Linked DNA regions of Mus musculus: all the other regions are linked to region 3. A link is a contact called in public ChIA-PET, HiChIP or PLAC-seq and promoter capture Hi-C data. All regions are on one chromosome and are shown on one strand. The core of a region is the stretch at or near the end of the contact, and the rest is flanking DNA. Distances in the headings are between cores, read along the strand shown.

Region 1 (2,700 bases), core at 25-2,524, 850 kb before region 3:
GTACAGCGAAGGGTCCCACCACTGAACAGGAATGATGGCGCAGGCTCTGGGGTCCTTGCTGCAGTCCCTGCCCACTGCTCACAAGCCTTGCAAGCTGTTCCCTCAAATGAGGGGCAACTGGTTGTTCCTCCTTGGGCGAGAAAAACAAGAAGGGGTTGTCTGAAGGGTTTGCTTATTGAAGTTTTAGTCCTTTTCTACTTTATGTGAGTAGCTAATACCTTGATTTTCCCAGGGCTCCATTGCCCTGCTACCTCCGGTCCAACTGAGTTGCAGCCCCCAAAGAGCAAAAGCTGATGACCCGGGTGCGGCCCAGCAGTTGGCAGCAGGGCAGCACAGTGGCCTGATCGTGAGGTTGTGTGGCAGCCTTCTTCTTTGTAGCTGTTGGTACACAGAAAATCGGGCCTGAGTTTGGTTTTCTGAAAAGATTCAAGTGTTCTTTGCCAGAGAGCTCTAGTGAAAAAGAAAATCAGGCTTGGGGCAGATAGAGTTAAGCAATCTTGGATTCCAAGACAGAAGGTGCTATGGATAGACTACCAATAAGTTTATTTAGGTTTTGTTTTTTCTAGAATATAGAGAAAACAAACGAACGTTTGGGGGCAAAGTTGCAGTACCAATAAGTTCGGGTCCTGTGGTCCAACTTTAACGTGTAGATGCTTCCGTAGCGTCGCTGAGTGTGGGTACCACCCTCTCTGCCAGACACTCGCAGCTCCCCGTCTGAGAGGCGAGTGCAGGTGTGGCTGCTGAGGCCAGCAGGAGGGCAGTTGCCAGGGTTCGCAGCCCATGCTTCCCACACCTCTCTCTCCGTGTCCAGCGCGGCCACCGTGGATAAGCGACGTGACCCGTCCCAGCCACCCACCACGCAGAGCCAACGACCTCCCACCAGTGCCGCGTCGTGGTGGCTGCGAAGGGGACTACCTCGGGCTACCAGTCGCACCGCTTGGCCTACAGCTGGGTCAAAGATCACAGTGTCGTTGCTGGGCACTCTTGCACCACCTTCTAGGAGACCCCCTACCAGATAGAACCGTCCTTCCAGTTCCGTGCATGAATGGAAGGCACGAGCCAGAAGCACGTCTCGCGCCACTGGCCTCCAGGTCCAGGTTGAGCCTCTTGCTCGACCGAGGGTCTGCACCCCAGCCATGGGCCAAGGGAAGGGGAGAGCAGCTCGGTCACTTCGGGTCGCACTCCTTCACGAAGGGCCCAGCACTTCCAAGCATAGACTAGCTTCCCCTCCAATAACAGCACAGGTCTTCACCCAAACCACCCCTTCTCTCCACCGCCGTCGCCCAGCAACCACTGCAGGGACTACAGTGCGACCGCTGCAAACTGAAGGTCGCAAAGCGCCTGTTACCTTGGAAACAAGAGACCTGGTTAAGCTACCGCGATCTTACAGTGATGTCGTCAGGGGAACGAGATGTGGGGAAGCCAGTAAATATCCTAAAGGATTTGGGCTCCGAAAGGCTAGAAACCGGCAGTTCGTTAGACGAACCCAATAGCCGCTAACTAGCCTGTAATTATGACGTTTGAGGAAGGTGTTGGTGGTAGGATGCGTGGAGGCCGTGTCTTTTTCTTTATTTTTTGCTGCACGGTTTCCAACTTGGAATCTTCTCTAGGGATGAGGTAGGAAGGAAACAAGTCAGAAATCAAAGGTTGAACTTGGACTACGTTGCTTGGGATTCAGAGACTTGAGTAGACTTATTCCGCGATCCTATTTATAAAATGGGTTGTTTGTGATAAAAATTCTTGAAGGTGCTGAATGGATGGGAGAGTTCTCTCTGCTCTAGCCACTGGAGGGCAGTAGAGTCCAGTCTCAGTGAGAGAAGCGACAGGAGAGAAAGGTGCTAAGAAGGGACAAGGGAGAAAGAGATGAGTTAGGGTGGATGAAGTGGGAGAGGAAAAATAGGTTAGGCATATCTTGGACAGTTTTTCACTACTTAGTCCTAGGATGAATAATTATTTCATCTTGACTCATTAGAATAATATAACACATTAAATGGAGGCACCGTGGAACTCAGGATTAAGGGCAGGGAGTTTCCCCTGATAAGATCCTGGGCAGAAGCTGCCCAACCTTAGAAGGTGGGTGGGGGTGAGATGGGGAGGAGAGAGACACGGACTCCTGCCCCTCCCTGCTCTCTTCCTTTTAGTCAAGCTGGGTTACTGAAGGCCTAACTCTGCCCTCGCAGGACTCAATGCAGAACGAAGAGGCTCGGATCAAGGCAGGCTGACTGGGATCAAGGCAGGCTGACTGGTTTCTGCTGTAGGAGGAAATGCAGATTTCTACTTGTCGCTCCAGCTGGGGTGGAGCCGAAATAGGATCTTTGTCCCCCAGGCTGGGCTTTGAGTGGGAAGGATGGCTGTCACTTGGGCCTTTGGTTTCTAAACATGAACTTGCTCCCAACCAGACCACGGATAATGTCCAAGGTTTCAGTGGGAATGATCACGTGATTCTGAGGCGCAGGCTCACACTGGGCCTTTTCCCTCCTGGTCCCAATTAGATCTTGAGAGAGAACTACGTGGGGAGGGTGTGCACACATGGAGTAAAGAATTGAGCCTGGGGGCTGGAGAGAAGGTTCAGTGGTTAAGAGCACTGGCTGCTCTTCCAAAGGACCCAGGTTCAACTCCCAGCACAGCAGCTCCCAACTGTCTGTAATTCTAGTTCCAGGGAATCTGACACCCTCATACCGGTAAATGCACATAAAATAA
Region 2 (2,700 bases), core at 74-2,573, 770 kb before region 3:
TAACTGCCAACCTTGAAGTCAGAAATGTTGTTTTAATTTATTTATACTTTCCAGTCTCATCCAGGAGATGCTTGGTAAACTTGCTGATTGTTGTTGCTGTTGGTGGTGGTTTTTTGAGACAGGGTCTCACACTGCATCTCTGGCTGTCCTGGAACTCACAATGTAGATCAGGCTGGTCTTGAACTCACAAAGATCTACCTGCTTCTGCCTCCCCAGTGCCGGGATTAAAAGCATGGGCTACCAAGCCCAGTGTAGCATGCACTCTTAACTGCTAAGTCATCTCTCCAGCCTGTTTTATTTTTGAAATGGGGTCTCTTGTAGCTTAGGCTATTCTCTGATTTGCTACCTTGTCAAGGATAGCCTTAAACTCCTAATCCTGCTGTCCCTGTCTTTTACAGTCCTGGGATTACAAGCATAAACACTAGGTTGGGTTTTTTCCCCCTTTCTATCCTTCTCCTCCTCCCCTCCCACCCCCTTCCCTTCCTCTGAGAAAGGGTCTCATGAATCCCAGGCTGGTCTACGGCTTATTAGATACCTAAGGCTGAGCCCCCAATCTTTCTGTACTTACATACCTCTTGGCATAGCCATTTTTATAGGAAGATCCACAGTTTGAGGCCAGCCTCAGCGACATAGCTAGCCCTGGTCTAGAAAACAAAAGCTAATCCAAATGTAAGGCCCAGCAAAGGAGCTGCTGACATAGATCCTATGTGTATGTATAAAAGACATATTCCCAGTCCTCCCAAGAAGTATGGGTCAGCTTTTATTATCTGGATGCTTCCTGTATCCGTCTATGTAGGTTTCTTTTTGAGAGCAACCCAGTTTGGGATAGTCAAGATGTCTCTCTTGTCTCAACCCTCTCCCTACACCTTCCTATATTAATTTGTGTTTTTCACTTACCAAGGGGGAGGGGACCAAAGATTCTGCACCATCAAGCAATTGAAAAGTAATGGAAGAGAAATCAACCAAGCACATTCCTGCATCTCACAGGCAGTGACCTTACTCACCTTCTCTTTAGAGATGACTATCGAGGGCCTGGCAGTCCGAAAGGCTCTATCTGCATGCCTTGCTGCCCAATTGGGATGCCCTTACCTGCCGAAGAGGAGGCCTTGGTTTCTTTAAGCGACAGTCTCCTGGGCCAACCAGAGGTCTCTAGAGGTGAAAGCCACCAATCGGACTCAAGAAGGAGGAAAGTTCGGGGTTGCACCTGCGTACGGTGAGTCACTCATCGGAGCTCCCTCTCTTTTCACCAATCGGAACGCGGGGAAGCCGGGCGCCGCCCACCGGGCGTGGAGAGAAAGGCGGGCCGGGCTTAACCTGGCTGCTAGAGTCCAGCCCAGGGCAGTGGATCGCGAGGCTGTTCCCATTGGAGTTGCTGTGCCCGTCGCGTCGGGATTGTAACTGTAATGGGCACCGAGGGGAAAGCCGGGAGGAAACTGTTGTTTCTCTTCACGTCTATGATCCTGGGTGAGTTCCTAGAGTTTTTGGAGGATTAGGTGGGTCCGGGGAGAGGCTGGAAGAGGACGATCCCCACGCGCCGACGGGAAGGGAGGAGTCCAGAAACCTGCCTGCCTGCCTCGCCCTGGGAGTCCACTTTTCCGCCCGGGTCTGGTCACTCTCCGTTCCCCTCCCCCACCGGGAGACTGGCTGGCTCCCTTCGCCCAAGCCGGTGATCTGTGACCCTACCTCCCACTCGGTGCCGGGAGTACCCTCTCTGCGGAAGCACCAAAAATAACCCGGGAGGGTCCATGGTTCTGGGTCTCCCCTAACGACCCGAGGACCCTCCCCAAACCCAACTATTTCGCTAGCCGTTCTTCTCCATAGTATACGTCTGGGAAGGTCTATCCTGCCCTTCCGACATTCTCGGAGATCTCAGAGAAACCTTGAGCCTCTCACCCGGACTCCCTTGGCTCAAGTGCCCTAGAAGGAAATGTAATGAGGAGGGGGGTGGGCTGGGTAGGGAAGATTTCTTTTCCTGGCTTTTGTAGAAGGGTTTCTTCCTCTTGTTAAGTAGTAGACCTTCTGGGATTAATGCCGAGGTTCGGCGTCTGAAGAAGAAATGAATTCTCTAAAATTTCTCAGATTCAGAATTCCTTTCTTGACTAGGTAGCAAAGAGTCGTTAATTAAGGTTGTTGACGGAGTAAGGATTCCCTGGGGCAAGAGTAGGTCTATTGGTTGGCTGGATCTCCTTAGAGCCAGAACTCTGCCCTCCCCCTTGCCCGGAATGAGAGTTTTTTTGTTTCTTTGTCGACTCCTTTTCCTGAGAAACAGCCAGGCTCGCATGCTGGGGCATGACTATCTCGAGGTGTGTTTGTATGAGGTTGAGTGTGAGGTAGGTTGGTTTGTTCCCTTGGTCAGTGTGTGTCAGCACCTGTATATTTATCTGTCTCCTTTCCCTGCCGCCACCACCCTTCGGAGCCGAGGACCAAACCCAGGGACTTGGGTGTGCTATGTCTGGTTCCTGAGTGTCACACACTCCTGTTGTTGGAATGTGTTCCGTATGAATCTGTTTCCCTTCACGGTTAGTATTTTAGAGAGGATAAAGGAAATAAACCATTACAGTCAGTATCGCTGTCTTCTAAAGGCAGTTCGTTTTGGTAACCTTTTTGGAGAACAATCATAAGACTAAGTCCCCAAGATGGAGAGATGGGTCCCTTGTTTCTCATTACAACTGTAAAGCTTTGGAGTGGCCTAGACAATAG
Region 3 (2,700 bases), core at 166-2,665:
GGGGGGCCAGACGCACAACCTAGAGAAACAATATACAGCCTGGGGGGCCAAACACAGGAACCTAGAGAAACAAGGCTCCCTAACTTGAGATTCTCGTCCTCTCCAGCACCCTTCCTGTGCCTCTGGCCACCTCTTTCCTTTTCTCTGTGGCTCTCTGGTCAGCTCTCCCTGTCTTCTCACACATTCCTCTCATTCTCTCTCCCCCTGACTTGGGTTCCATCCTTGGCTGACTCATTCTTTTCACCCTCTCCCTGGCTTCTACTCCTTCCTCCATCCTTTGGCCATATTGATGTCCAGGCTCTAGCCACTCCCAGGTACCCTATGCTCTAAACTGGCAGTCAGCAACAAAGGTCACAAGAAGCCCCTCACCCAGGTAAGAGCACAGGCTCACCAGTCCTTGAGGTATTGCCCACTAAAACTGTAAAATCTGGGTGTGTTTGTGGACAGTGGTCCTTTCCACCCACTACTGAACATTCGTGTTAAGACTGATGCTGGTCAAGGAGACTCCACATGGGAGGTAACAAACGGGTTGTGGTGGGTGGGTGGATGCCTAGTGCAGGGGTGTTGTGATTTGGTTTGTATGAGAGGATGTGTGTAAGTCACATGGGTGTGTGTCACTGTGTGGTTGGCTGTCTTTTTTTTTTTCTTAAAGGTGTGTTTCTGTCCCTGTCGGTTTTGACAAGGATTGTTTTAAAAATTAGTGTCTTTATATTGGCTACATCATTCCTATGTATCCCCAGCCCCTTTCCTCTGGGCAAGCTTCCACCAATCCCACTCTCCTCAGATGCAGTAAACTGGGTGTGAGAGTACCCAGACCAGTTGCCTGCTGCCGGAGGAACTGAAGCAGGGCTGAGCTGAGCCTGGACGCCTGCAGAGGCGAGTCCGAAGCTAAAGCGAGGAGGGAGGGGCGGGAGCTGGCCTGGCTCGGCCGGCTGGGCGGGAAGCAGGCTACATCCTAATCCCCAGGCCCCGTCGGACTCCCAAACTGCTGTTCAGCACGGAATGGGCGGATGAAGCCACGCTGCCTGTGACACTCTCCAGTCTCTGGATGCATGGACAGAGAAGGACCCCATGGAGCCTGACACCGTGGACCTGTCTGAATCCTCAAGCTCCCCTATTTGTCCCCTGCGTCCGGGATCGTGACCCTCCAAACCCAGATCCCCAATCTACCTCCTCCCCACGACACATCTTCCCTCTGCCCCTCTCACCGCCTCCGGAGCTGAGAGCTCAGGGTGCGGGCACTCCCGGGTCCCCGGTTCCTAAGCAGCGTCTGGAGCCTGCTCCTTGGCTCCTGCCACCGCTGCCGCCGATCCTGCCGCCGCCGCCTCTTCCGCCCGTGGAGCAGAGCTTGAGCCCAGCACCGCCTCACCCCACCCGACTGGCCGGTGATGTCAGAGCCGGGGAGGGGCGGGGGGCGGGGAGCGGGGAGGAAAGGGGGAGGGGAAGCAGGAGGGGACAGGGACTGGGGACTGGGGTTCTGGAAGGCTCCTAGGATGGGGGCAGGACTGGGATGGAATATGGACTCTTCCCCTTAAACTGTGAGAAGATCCTCGTTTTTTTCCTAATGGGTCACTTTCCTGCCCTCTGACCTTTGGTTGGTCACGATGGCCAGGACCCCTGGAAGGCAGATCAATTTGGATTGGGGGATTTGGAAGACCTATGGCCTCTGGGTTCTCTTAGCTACTTCGCTTTGGTATTTAGAAATCCTATTTCCTAGCCTTATAGATCAGAGACTCAGTAGGAAACGGTCAAGTTTATCCACGCTAGGAATAAAAATGGGACAGGGGCAGGCAGCAACAGGGAAATCTCTTTTACTTGGCCCGGGGCCATGAGCTCTTGTGTATAATAGCAGCTGGACCCCTGAGCACCTCCTGCCTTTCCCAAATATACCCCCACACACGCACCCCCACACCCCCACACACTATGATGTAATTTTATTTTCTGGAGGAAAAAAGCCATGAGCTCAGCATGCAAATATAGACAACAAAGCCACACTTAGCTGTCTCCTAGCTCTGTCCTTCTGCCTAGGCCCAGTGTGATAATTCTCACTTCCCCTACACCTCAGGGACTTTCCTCCTCCAGAGGCTCACTCAGCCGGGCTGAAAGAGGGAGGAGGGAGGAGGGAGAATTGGAGAAGCATCCGATTTTCACCCTACCTCCATGAGGGGCGTCAGCTCAGCTCTGCAAGTGCCTGACCCTGAGAACGGCTTCAATGTTTGCACACCACCAGGAACACCCCATTTTGCCTTCAGGTCCAGCTGATCAGAGACCCTTCCAGAAGCCTAAGATGAGCCCCTTCTTCTGGGAGGAGCAGGTCCTGGTCCTGTGCCTTAGGTTTCATATATAGTTCTTCTCTTTGCTCCTCTTACCCCCAGCCCCACCCCCACCCCCCACATGGCTGCCCATTGCTCCTTTGAGGGTAACTAATATACCCTCAGAAGTTGCTTTTGTTTCTGAGTCGCTGTAGGGTCGGAATCTATCATGTTGACCCATCTTTGAGACACAGAGTGACTGTACACTTTTGCATAGACATACCACATTTACATGAGACAAATGAGGCAGAGCAAAACACAGAGAATGTGGACTTTATACTTATTCTGTTTCCATAGACAAATTAAGTCCATAAAGTTGAGGATACCAGTCTCACTTCATAGGGTTCTTCTGAGAATCAGGAATAATAAAGTTTTTAGGGACTGGTAC
Region 4 (2,700 bases), core at 132-2,631, 910 kb before region 3:
TCAGCTGCTTTGAACCTGTGCCACATCCCCACACCTGGGATTAAAACAAAAACATATTCTTATGCTTCTGTTTTAAAGAAACCAAAATTCCAGAATCCTCGCTACACCTTACTCCTTCCTCCCCATGTTCTCAAAATACCCTAGTTATGTCTCTGTCTCTCCACTTAAACACAGTTTAATACTGTTTCTGTCAACCTCAGTAGGGCCATTCTTATTCGGTTTTATATACTCTCAATAGATACTAGTAACACAATAATATGTTTTATTGTTGTGGTTTGAGGCAGGGTCTCCTATAGTCCAGACTGGCTTTGAATTCATTATGCAGTCTAAAAAACGACCCGAGCTTCCAATCCTGGCTCCACATCCTGGGTACAGAGAACATATGAGCCTCATCAATTTATGAGGTGCCAGAGATGGAACCCAAGGACATCTTGCATGCTACGCAAGCACTCGCCAGTTTCTCAGTGAGGCCACATATACTGCAAGCGATCTACTGGGTTTTGAAGCAGATAGAAAGCACCAAAAGGAGGGCAATCTTTCTCTTCCCATAACAGGAATTAGCTGAAAGGATGGCTAATTTATAACTAAAAACATCTCTCTCTCTACCTCTAAACACTTTAGGTTTTCAGTCCTGACATTAATTCCATCCATTTCATCATGAAGAATGAAAGAGCAGTGATGCACAGACACTTCTTCAGGCGCTAAGAAGTACTTTGACCCCCTACCACAGCCAGCAGAGCAAGCACCTGGTGCGAGAGGGACACGTCACCTTCCCGGAATACTGCTGTTTTTTCCTTCAAAGTCTAGCCCTACTGTGCTCCTAGCCGGAATCTCTTCTGCATCCTCCCTCCGGCCACCCGTAACGCCCCCAGCCCCCCAAACAATCGCATTTATATGAATTTAGAATTTAAACTTTAAAACCGGAAGCGGCTTCCACCCGGAGCCAATTCCCGGGGACACCTGGTTACTCGCCACCCCTCTGCTACGCGGTCAAGCACAGGAGTAAAACTGACCCGGATCAGGGACTGATATTCCTCCTTTAGTCGCTGCACCCACAATTCCCGATCTCGGGGTCCGGCGTTGGTCTTCAGCACCGGGATCTCAGACACGACCCGCCGAGTGGCCTCGTCCGCCATCTTGGACCAGGGAGCAGGAAAACTGCGGAAGTGCAGTTGCTTGTCACTTACTCACGGCGTCGCCATCTTTACTGTGGGAAGAGGAGGCGTTGGATGGCTTTAAAGCGGACCCTGAATGCATTCGATTTTTATTTATTTATTGTAAGGAAATAAAATTGACCTACGGGTGTGAGCGTCCGGAAGAACAGAATGGAGGCGGGCTACTCTGTCCACCTATCATTAAATCACCGGAGCCTGCTCAGAGAACGACTTCCGTTCATGCTCAGAAGCAATCTTGGGAAAAACTCAAGACCTTCCCAAACCAGCAAAGTTGTTTGAATTTCAGGTTTTTCTAGACTGTCTTCAAAGTCCTATCTCCTAAGATGCGCAATTTAACGTCTTTGTTCTCCAGAGTGACTTCCTTACTTTCCATCCCTGTCCTGAATAATTAACACAACTGAATTAGGAAGTATGTAAGCTTGTTTGTTTTTTAAAGGACATTGGGTCCTATATACCACAGACTTGCCTCTAACACATACAAAATGGCCCGGAGCTATTGCTTACTTCAAAATTAATCTGTTTAGGTTTTAAAACCATCCTAAAGATAAAACTTTTTTTTCCAAAGAGTTACTGAATATCTTTTGTGTGCTATATATTAAGTATATAGAAACGATTTCTTCTTAGATGAATTCACCCAAATGACTAACAGTCACTGAATGCCTATTCTAAGCCTATGGCAAGTCATCTGGTAATTTGTTGTTTTTTTATTAGACCAGGCTGGCCTCCGACTCACAGATCTGCCTGCCTCTGTCTCCCAAGTGCTGGTTGGGTAATTTCTAAATTCGTTTGAAACCAAGAAACCTCAATAAGCTTGGTGGCCCACATGTGTTATCCCAGAGCTTAGGGGTCAAGATCAGAAGATTGCTGCAACTCAATTTAAAACGAACAAACTCCATATGCCACAGCTGCTGTGATTGCACACTTTCGATCCCAGCATTTGGGAGGCAGAGGACTCTAGAGTTTTAACCTTGGTGAGTTTGAGTCTACAAAGAGAACAAATTCCAAGATGGTGGTGTCACACATCTTTAATCTCAGCCCTCAGGAGACAGAGGGCTGGCAGATCTCTGAGTTTGAGAGCCAGCCTGGTCTACAGAGTGAGTTCCAGAACAGCTAGGGCTACACAGAGAAGCCCTGTCTCAAAACAAAAACAAAAACAAAAAAATCCCAAAAAACAAACAAACAAAAAACCCCTCAAAACCAAAACAACCCCCTACCCAAAAAAAGAGAAAGAAGGAAAGAAAGAAAGAAAAACAAGACATGCTGTCCTCTGACTTACATACCTATGCCGTGGCATGTGTGCCCCTTCAACTTCAATTTAAATTTATATATTTGTATGTCATGTGAGTGTTTTACCAGCATGTATGTAAGGTACCATGTGCATGCAGTGCCAGTAGAGGCATGTAAAGGGCAACAGATGCCCTGGAACCAGAGTTACAGACATGACTTCCATGTGGGTGCTGAGAACTGAAGACTGATCCTCTGCAAGAGTAGCAAGTGCGCTTAAATCTTGAGCTGTATCTCCAGT
Region 5 (2,700 bases), core at 150-2,649, 880 kb before region 3:
ACTTTTGCCTTTTTACTACTGGGTCTGGCTGGTCTGTTGCTCATTAAATAGGTCCAGTTTTGCCTCAAATCCCATCCTCCCGCTTCTTGAAAACTGGGATTACAAACCTTAGTGTGAGTAGCCACAAAACTTTTTACACATTGTATCTTTCCACTTGGATCTGGTTGTTACCCTATACCTCTATGTAACAACTTTCTCCAAGTTTACCTAGTGACCTTCATTTCTTCCACATTCCGAACCACACATTTTAGTCCACATCTTACCTAATCGCTTACTCTTGATACTTGTAACAAGTTTCCTTGATACTTTTCTCTGTCTGGCTTCCTGTCTGTGCCTCCTCGCTGTCCTATTTTCTGCTTCCTTCCCTCATCTCACTCCTCGAATGCACACATCCTCCTCTTTAGGCCATTTTTCTCTCTTATGGCTCCAAGAATATCCAGACATGCGCAAGCACACTTTCAACTTTCTTGGTTTCAAACCACACTAATTCATATATACTTGCCTAAAAGATATCCCGCAGATCTCTTGAAACTAAAAATAACGTAACCCAGTTATTCAAGTCAGGACACTCATATTTCCTTATCCAACACATGCCTTCCTACCTACACATCGCCACTGTCTCTTCTTTAGCTTCATAATTGATCTCTCTCCCTACCCAGCTCCACTCCCCAGGGACCGAACGTCAGGCCTAACCGTGCTAAGAACGCATTCTTCTACAGTGCTCTAACATCCTTGCGGTCTTCTTCGCTTAAATTAAGTCCAAATTGGTCTCCATCTCCAGGGCTCAAGTAATCCTCCTGCCTCAGGCTTCAGGCTGGCACTAACATGCCCAGAGCTGGCAAGCTGTGATCTCTCTACAATACAAATATAACTAACTGTTCACACCTCTGTTTAGACCCTTCAAAGCCTCTTCGACTGCCCTTAGGATAAAATAAATTTGCAAGGTCTTGAGTCATAGCTCCCTATCTCAAAGCCCTTTGTATTACCTCTTCCTTTAGCCACAGCAGGCTCTCGGCAGCTCCAGAACATACTCGAGCCCATCCCACCCCCAATTCAATTCTCAGCCGTCCTTCACCCGTCAGCTGAGGCGACTTTTCCATAGGAAAATGGGAGCTCAAAAGGAAAACACTGAAGGGATGAATTCCGAGAGAGGGTGAGAAGCGCGGCTGCGAGGTTCGGGTTTCAGAACGTCAGAGTGACAGGAAGTTCAAGGCAAAGGTGAACTCCAGATCGTGACCTTTCACCTCAGTTCACCGGGCAGTCCGACCCCCGGCCGATTCCGCCCTTACGTATCATGGCTGCCAGCCCCTCTCTCCCGAGGGCCTTCGAGCCCGATACCAGCCAGCTCGGGCGCCACCAAGGCTTCCACCTTCAAATACGTTCTCTCTCCGCTTCTTAGAACCTCCCCGCCGCCGCCGTTAGGAGAACCCTGCGTTGCCAGCTTGCCCCTAAGCAAGATGGCTGCCAGTCTCCAGCCTCTCTTGCCGACGTGAAGCTACCCACTCCCCGCTTAATGCCGCTGCCAGGCTGCCCTCACCTAGTATGGCTCCTCCGCTCATGCCTCGTTATGGTCTCGAAGCCGACACTAACCGGCCAGGTTCCGGGAGGCGCTGTGCAGGATGCAGCCACCCCCGCCCGGCCCTCCCCTCCCCCACGCCCGCGGCGGCGGCGGCGGCGGCGGAGGCGGCGGCGGCTGGAGCCCGGATGCGGCTCCGTGAGGCGCAGGCCCCGGAGAGCGGCGCGGATGGATCCAACATGGCGGCGCCGAGGCTGAGCCGAGAGTGAGGCGGCGGGGCGGCCGGCCGGCGTGGGGAGGGGGAGTCGAGTGGGACGGGGCGGGGCCGGGCGGGGCCGCCAAGGGCTTGGGGAAGGAAAGTGGAAGGGGGAGGCGGTGGCGACGTCCAGCCCGGAGAACCTCCGGAGAGGGAGGTGACGGGACGCTGCGAGGTGGGGGAAGGGGAGCGGCCGAGGGGGGCGTGCAGGGGAGATGGCAACTGTGGGAGAGGGCAGGGGTCGGGGCGCAGGAGTGCGAGCCTGGGGAGGGGCGTAAACAAGGGCCCAGGCTGGCCCAGGCCAGGGGCAGTAAAGAGGCCGAGGTGGGGAGCGGGGCTGCGAGCCAGCGCTGGGGAAGGGGTAGGAGCCGGAGGGAGAGGTTGAGGGTGTGGAGGGGACGGGGGCTGGTGGCATGTGGCTGCAGGGAGGGCTGGACTCCCGTGAGCGCCGTGGTGAGGACGTGGGAGGTGGCGGGGGTTGGGGGGGGGGGTTGGATTGGACTTGAGACGTGTGCCGGAGGGAGGTTTTTCAAAGTGTTCAAATTGGAAGCGGAAGGGCCTAAGGGGAGAATTGGGGTGGAAGAGGAGAAGAGAAGCGGGGCTTGGCGGATGGAGAGAGTGGCGATGTGCCGGGGTAACGTAGAAAGTGAGAGACCCGGAGGAAAGTTTGAAAGGAAGGGGGGAAGATAGGGCAGTGGAGCTGCACGGGTGATAGAGGGTTTGGGGGTTTCCCTTTCCCCCCTGTGGAAGGGCAGCAGAGTTAAGCAGTATCAGTTGCAGCCAATTTTAATTGCCAGGCGCTTAGCTTTTAATAGGGTGGGAAGGGCAGAAAGGAATGGTCATGTGGGTTTGGAGAATTGGGGTTGAATGAGGGTTCAACCGGATTTGCTTTCCAAAACACCCGCTTGCTTCCTTGTTTTTCCTGGTT
Region 6 (2,700 bases), core at 145-2,644, 940 kb before region 3:
TGATCAAATATCAAGGGGTTGGTGGTACAACACTTGCTTGTTTGGCTTGGTAGGATTCTTTCTGGCAAAAACTGTTAAGGCAGGCCCAAGATAGGGCCAAAGATACGATCTAGTTAAGAAGAGGGCTCAGCACAGTGTGTCTAATGTTTGGTAAAGAATTAGTTTTAGCAATATAAAAAAGGAACATATGTTTATAGTGTTTAACTCCTGAAGGAACTGGCTTTACAGAACACACATTTACAGATGAGAAATATAAAACCAAAGGAGGACATCGAGACAAACTTTTTTTTTCTCTTCATGTGATAATTTACTAGACAGGACAGAATTGGAATGCAAGTCACCTACCTATACTGTGTTGTAAAATAAATTTCTTTTCTTTTTTCTTTCTTTTTCTTTCTTTTTTTTTTTTTCAAGACAGGGTTTCTCTGTGTAGCCCTGGCTGTCCTGAAACTCACTCTGTAGACCAGGCTGGTCTCGAACTCAGAAATCCACCTGCTTCTGCCTCCCAAGTGCTGGGATTAAGGGCGTGCGCCATCACTGCCCAGCGTAAAATAACTTTCATGAGAACAATTTTTAAAGCGGGATATGCCGCAGACAAGTCTTTCAGGTTTCCCATTAGACATGACTATTTCTGAAAAGCCTGCCGGGATCGCAACATATATGAATGAGGTGACCTTTCTGGGTCATTATGATCATTGCGTTGTATTGTTTGTGTGTAGCCCCTCCGCACTCTCCCAGCCCCAGCGCCACCGGTGTACACCGCAGGAGATGGTGCTCTGTTTGAGGCAGACACCCCAAGTAATTGGTCTTATTGTTTCCTCAGCAATAAATATTTGTTTCTAAGAAACAGTAAGCTAGGGGCTGGAGTAAGCCACAGGATTAAATATATCGTTGTAGGGTCTATTTTAGTCTAATATCTAGAAAAACATATTTACATCGGAGCCTATGCTGCCTTTCCCTCCACGTTGTATGTTTCACTGTTAGCTAACTTCCATTTCAAGGTCTGTGAGATACCATGGGGATACAAAATGCGTGTTACAGTAGCTTTAGTGAGGAACAACTTTGATACTAAGTAGCACTAGACTACAGGGGACGCCATTAACACACTGGGGTAAGGGCTCAGCTGATCCCTGGGTGAGGTAGTCCGAAACGTAGAAAGTGTCTCTTAGCTTTACTGAAAAACAAGGGCTTTGAGCTGCTGGGTTTTTAAAACTGAGGTGAGCGATGGAACCCCGTTAGGAGACTGCGAAGTCGAGAGGAAGCACCGGGACCTGAGACTTCTCTGCACCACCCATGTGCACCTCCGCGGTGCGGGCCACCAACTAAGGACTGGCAAGCTTGGAGGTGAGGGGCCTCTGCGCCTGAATCTCCCAAGGCTCCGCCCCGTGACGTCAGGCCCCGCCCCAGCGCCCGCTTCCAAGATGGCTGCAGCGATACCTGCCCGGTTGTCCGGGTGGCGGTGACGACGGGGAGCAGACCAGGTATGGTGGGCTGGGGACCACGGAGAGAGAGAGTCCTCGGAGAAAGGTTGGGGAGGTCGGGGGCGGGAAGAGAAGAAGTTCTGAGTCAAGGCTGAAAAATCAGATTGAGCACGGACAGGGTCTCGGATGGAAATGTGGACGCGGGCCGGTTGCTTTCACATTGCACAGTAGGGGCAAGCGCAAGAGACCGGGGTGGAATGGGCGTGTTCGAGGAGAATGGGGTTCTGATCCCCTTCCCTTCGCGTGCAAGGCTCTGACCGACCACGCCCTTCCAGGTGAGCCGGCCCAGGTCTTGGGCCGATCCTGTCCCAGCCCTTCCGCTCTGGTCCCTTCACCTGGAACGCTCCTCCCCACCCCCACTAATGCTAGAGAAAGGTGGAAAGGGGAGAGGACGCCACCCCCACCCTTCTCCGGGCCACGCTCCAGAGCTGTTGCCTGCGGCTCCCAAGTGACCAAGCACCCTATACCTGCGGAGGCGCTCCCCGGTACCTAAAGAACAGAAAGAACCTGTTCCCTATTTTGTTTTGTTTTCTGGCCACTCCAAAGTCCCGTTACGTATGTCTTGCCTCTCTAATAGTTGGGGTTGCTGTTGTTTGGTGCCTTCATTCATTTCCCTGTCCCCACGCCCAAACCAGCTCGTTTTGTTGGAGTATAGAGGGTTAGTTACGGACCTGACACAACCCAGCTGCAGGTAACCTGAGAACCTAGGAACTTTCACTTTCCAATCAATCACTTTCCCTCACTTCCCATGATGGCAAAGCTGTTTCTTCCCGAACTCTGTTGTACAGGTGACTGGTTATCCTTGCTCATTTCTGGTTCCCGCTGGTCCCAGATTGGCTGTTGGAATGCTTTTTTTCTGGCCCCTGTGACAGTTCCAATTTGAGATAATGCCTCATATCTCTGCTCCCCGGGGACCTCCTGGAGCCCCCACGATCCGGAACAAGGCAGCGTGAACACAGGTACGTGTGCGTCTCTTCTCTCAGAAAGCCTGAAAGGACTTCTGAAGTGTACTTGGAACTTGAATGATGTAAGCCTTCTTGAGGGTAAAGATACAGAGTAGCTGCTGCGAGTGCTTTGGGAGAAGTGGGTGAAACTTGCTGGTAGTTGCTTACCTTTCTTTTTAATTGTTATTCATTGTTGATCGATCACACCAGTGTTCCTTTCTGTGACTTTGTTCCCTGCCTGTCTTTTTTTTTTTTTTTTTTTTTTTTTTCCTTTC
Region 7 (2,700 bases), core at 200-2,699, 820 kb before region 3:
AGAAAAAGAAACTTTAAAAGCAGAGAAAGAAAGAAAGAAGAAACTTTATTGATGTGTGTGCATGTTCTTTACTGGGCTTGTTTAAGCCAGGCCAGGCCACATAGGCATTCAACCAAACTGTCTAGCAGACCACGGCAGGGATTAGTGCCTGTGGTTCTGGAAAGTTCTCTTCCTAGGATGCCTTCACCCACAGAGGTTCTGGGGAGGGGGCTGACAGCTGGAGGAGTCTGGAACCTGGGGTATGAGGTCTGAACACTGGATAAGAGACTAGGGATGGGGGGGCTTGGCTCCCATGGCCCCTCGAATCTTGTCCTCGCTGTGTCTACAGTGGTTTGTACCTTCACGGCGTTGGGACTTGTTGTCAAGGACTCCTGGTTCAGTTGTGTTGAGGGCAGAGGGTAGGTCGCGGGGAAGGTGGAAGTTCAGGTGAAGAGAAAGGGGTGTTGTGGGTGAGGGTGAGAACAGGCCCTTCCCCAGGGGTTTCTGAGTCATTAATCCGGGGCTCTCTGGCACTTTGTATGTGTGGAGCCTGGGGTAAGATGTTTGTTTTTCTTTAGCCTGCCCAAACTTACGCAGTCAGAATACTGGGATTTAGTATCCAACCCTTGTGTGGCCTGAAATCTGCTGGTCTAAAGGAGAAACTCTCATTTCATTCCCAAGCAGCCCAGGACTTATGGACCCCAAGGATCTGGGGTCTTAGTATGTATATTTCATGTAAATATATGTATATTTGTACATAAAATGATATTCTGTTTTTAAATAAACAGATAAAACCTTTTTTTGTCTGATTCCTGTCTTGCCCCTTGAACTGGGTAAGTCACAAGTGCTATGGACTGAGTCTCTATGTGATTCCCTCCCAGGGAAAGGGCCCAGATACAGCTAAGAAAGGAGCAAGTGGCTTTCAAAAGACATTGTAACCATTTCTGAGAGCCCTCAGGTAGGGCCGTGTGGACATAACCTCCTTTTGGGGAAGCCAGTGCCTTAGTTTCTAAAGTGGTTCTAATCTGACTGTACTGGAAACTTCCAGCAGCTGTGTGGGGTGGTCAGCCGTGTACCCTTTGACAGACAAAGAAACTGAAACTCAAAGTCACCTGGTCTGTGTCCTCATTTTCAAATGTACAGCGACTGGAGGCTCAGTGAAGTAATGTGACCTGACCAAGATGGCAGGGTCATCAAAGAATCCCCCACCCTGGGTATGTTCTTCGTGGTCCTTTCCTGCCGTGCTCACAGGCAAAGCCTCGGGTCTCTGTCCCACCTAGAGATTTCGGTCTCTAGAAATGGCAGCCACCTGCTCACACCCCAGGCACCCTTACTCCACCCCGAGATTCTGACATCACCTTCTGCTGTGACCAATGAATGGAGTCCCAGCAATGATGAGGATGTGAATGCCAGCTACCTCCCCCACCCGAGGCCTGTGGTTGCAAAGATGCTCTAACAGGAAGCGGGTTTGAGGAGCTGCACAGCTTCCTGCTCCCCCTCGAGCTGCACAGGACGAGAAGGGCTAGCGCTCAGCTTGGCCACGAGACACAGCTTCATGCCAGGGTTCTGGTAGCTTCCTCTTCCATATCTACTTCCGTGTGGCCCCAGGGGCCCCCCAGAGGCAAGCGCTGCTGTCCCTTGCCCAGGCCACCCTCCACCTCCAGTTTGGAGCCCTGCCCCCCCTGGGGCTGGGCCAAGCCCAACTACTGACTGGGATTCCATGGGGGACTGGTAGGTCAAAGGTCTTGGGGGACAGAGATCCCGGGGGGCCCTGGTCATGAAGTCTCGGCAGAAAGGAAAGAAGAAGGGCAGCTCTAAGGAACGGGTGTTTGGGTGTGACCTACGTGAGCATCTACAGCACTCGGGCCAGGAAGGTAAGGAGGTCAATTGGAACGGGGCAGCTGGGTGGCTGGATTGCCATGCAGACGCCAACCTTGTCTTCTCCGTTGGGCAGAATGAGCTCTTAGGGAACGGGCAGTGGCCCAGGATCACCACACCTGAGATCTAGGCAAAGGCAAGACAGGAAATGTGGCTCAGAGAAGAAGATGGAGAGGTGCCCTTCTGCGGTAGTTAGGGACCGGGTAGCTGAGAACTCGAGGATGGGAATGCCGAGGGAATGTGTCCCGGGGTGGGGTGGGGGATGAGATTTGGAAAATCTGGAGAGGTGGATGAATCAGATGAGAGAATGGAGACTGGGGACAGGGTGGAGGGAATGGAGGTCGGATGCCAGAAGAATGGCTGAAGGGATAGTTGGTGGAACACTAAGTGGAGATACAGGTAAGAAAGGGCCCAGCGAGTCTGAGGATAGAACTTGCGGAGGGGAGAGGAAGGCATTCTAACTGGAGAACAGCACCAAGGGACAAGGACCTAGCCCTTCTGCACCTTTGCTGGGCCACAGGAGTGGGGGCAGCAGGGAGGAGTGACACTCTTCTTTAAATTGCTTGCAAAGAAGAAACCCGTTGATGGTAGACTGCACCGGGAATGCGGGAAAAGTGAACCAGACTGCTTCAGCCCTGGTTTGAAGTGGGGAGTGGAAACTACAATAAAGAGGGGTGTGCACCCAGTCTGGAGCTCCCTCTGCAGTGGGCCTGGGAGCTCATCACTGTGTAGGACATGCAGTCACCACTCAGAACCAGGCCTTAATTTGTTCTGAAATTGATCAGTGCCGACCCGACTACACTGCCCAGCTTGTTTTCAGCACGCAGAGCAACTTAACAAAAA

Evidence for each region. Promoter capture Hi-C pulls out the DNA fragments that hold promoters and counts their contacts. ChIA-PET counts read pairs in DNA pulled down with a chosen protein or histone mark. HiChIP or PLAC-seq counts read pairs in DNA pulled down with a chosen protein or histone mark.
Region 1: a contact with region 3 is called in an RNA polymerase II ChIA-PET map of memory CD8 T cells, with 17 read pairs. The contact joins the promoter of Klhdc9 here to the promoter of Pea15a in region 3. A contact is called at or near these places in 2 of 39 promoter capture datasets (hippocampal neurons and pre-B cells) and 1 of 115 datasets of contacts at active chromatin or transcription factors (memory CD8 T cells).
Region 2: a FOXA1 HiChIP or PLAC-seq map of pancreatic cancer cells shows a contact between it and region 3. The contact joins the promoter of F11r here to the promoter of Pea15a in region 3. A contact is called at or near these places in 1 of 39 promoter capture datasets (liver) and 3 of 115 datasets of contacts at active chromatin or transcription factors (bone marrow-derived macrophages, memory CD8 T cells and pancreatic cancer cells).
Region 4: a contact with region 3 is called in a promoter capture Hi-C map of cranial neural crest. The contact joins the promoter of Ufc1 here to the promoter of Pea15a in region 3. A contact is called at or near these places in 2 of 39 promoter capture datasets (cranial neural crest and neural stem cells) and 1 of 115 datasets of contacts at active chromatin or transcription factors (memory CD8 T cells).
Region 5: a contact with region 3 is called in a promoter capture Hi-C map of cranial neural crest. The contact joins the promoter of Dedd here to the promoter of Pea15a in region 3. A contact is called at or near these places in 4 of 39 promoter capture datasets (cranial neural crest, liver and pre-B cells), 1 of 484 Hi-C or Micro-C datasets (B cells) and 1 of 115 datasets of contacts at active chromatin or transcription factors (bone marrow-derived macrophages).
Region 6: a promoter capture Hi-C map of cranial neural crest shows a contact between it and region 3. The contact joins the promoter of B4galt3 here to the promoter of Pea15a in region 3. A contact is called at or near these places in 3 of 39 promoter capture datasets (cranial neural crest, liver and pre-B cells) and 1 of 115 datasets of contacts at active chromatin or transcription factors (memory CD8 T cells).
Region 7: a contact with region 3 is called in an RNA polymerase II ChIA-PET map of memory CD8 T cells, with 101 read pairs. The contact joins the promoter of Arhgap30 here to the promoter of Pea15a in region 3. A contact is called at or near these places in 5 of 39 promoter capture datasets (cranial neural crest, hippocampal neurons, liver and 1 more) and 1 of 115 datasets of contacts at active chromatin or transcription factors (memory CD8 T cells).

Annotation. Positions count from the first base shown.
Region 1 is chr1:171,359,524-171,362,223 of GRCm38.p6, forward strand. It overlaps Klhdc9 (kelch domain containing 9), which reads right to left and starts at 1,275. Exons shown (of 4, transcript NM_001033039.2): 1 at 612-1,275; 2 at 219-378; 3 at 1-130. The coding sequence starts at 1,138.
Region 2 is chr1:171,436,238-171,438,937 of GRCm38.p6, forward strand. F11r (F11 receptor) reads left to right here and starts at 1,324. Exons shown (of 10, transcript NM_172647.2): 1 at 1,324-1,464. The coding sequence starts at 1,404. It overlaps Gm26641 (predicted gene, 26641), which reads right to left and starts at 1,085. Exons shown (of 2, transcript NR_151523.1): 1 at 1,005-1,085.
Region 3 is chr1:172,205,389-172,208,088 of GRCm38.p6, forward strand. Pea15a (phosphoprotein enriched in astrocytes 15A) reads right to left here and starts at 1,416. Exons shown (of 4, transcript NM_011063.3): 1 at 1,209-1,416. Gm17224 (a long non-coding RNA gene) reads left to right here and starts at 1,595. Exons shown (of 5, transcript XR_865735.3): 1 at 1,595-2,700.
Region 4 is chr1:171,293,621-171,296,320 of GRCm38.p6, forward strand. Ufc1 (ubiquitin-fold modifier conjugating enzyme 1) reads right to left here and starts at 1,382. Exons shown (of 7, transcript NM_025388.3): 1 at 1,301-1,382; 2 at 1,014-1,207. The coding sequence starts at 1,136.
Region 5 is chr1:171,327,746-171,330,445 of GRCm38.p6, forward strand. Dedd (death effector domain-containing) reads left to right here and starts at 1,400. Exons shown (of 6, transcript NM_001128609.1): 1 at 1,400-1,781.
Region 6 is chr1:171,268,934-171,271,633 of GRCm38.p6, forward strand. B4galt3 (UDP-Gal:betaGlcNAc beta 1,4-galactosyltransferase, polypeptide 3) reads left to right here and starts at 1,395. Exons shown (of 8, transcript NM_020579.2): 1 at 1,395-1,481; 2 at 2,270-2,440.
Region 7 is chr1:171,387,511-171,390,210 of GRCm38.p6, forward strand. Arhgap30 (Rho GTPase activating protein 30) reads left to right here and starts at 1,450. Exons shown (of 12, transcript NM_001005508.2): 1 at 1,450-1,853. The coding sequence starts at 1,757. Nectin4 (nectin cell adhesion molecule 4) reads left to right here. Exons shown (of 9, transcript NM_027893.3): 9 at 1-777.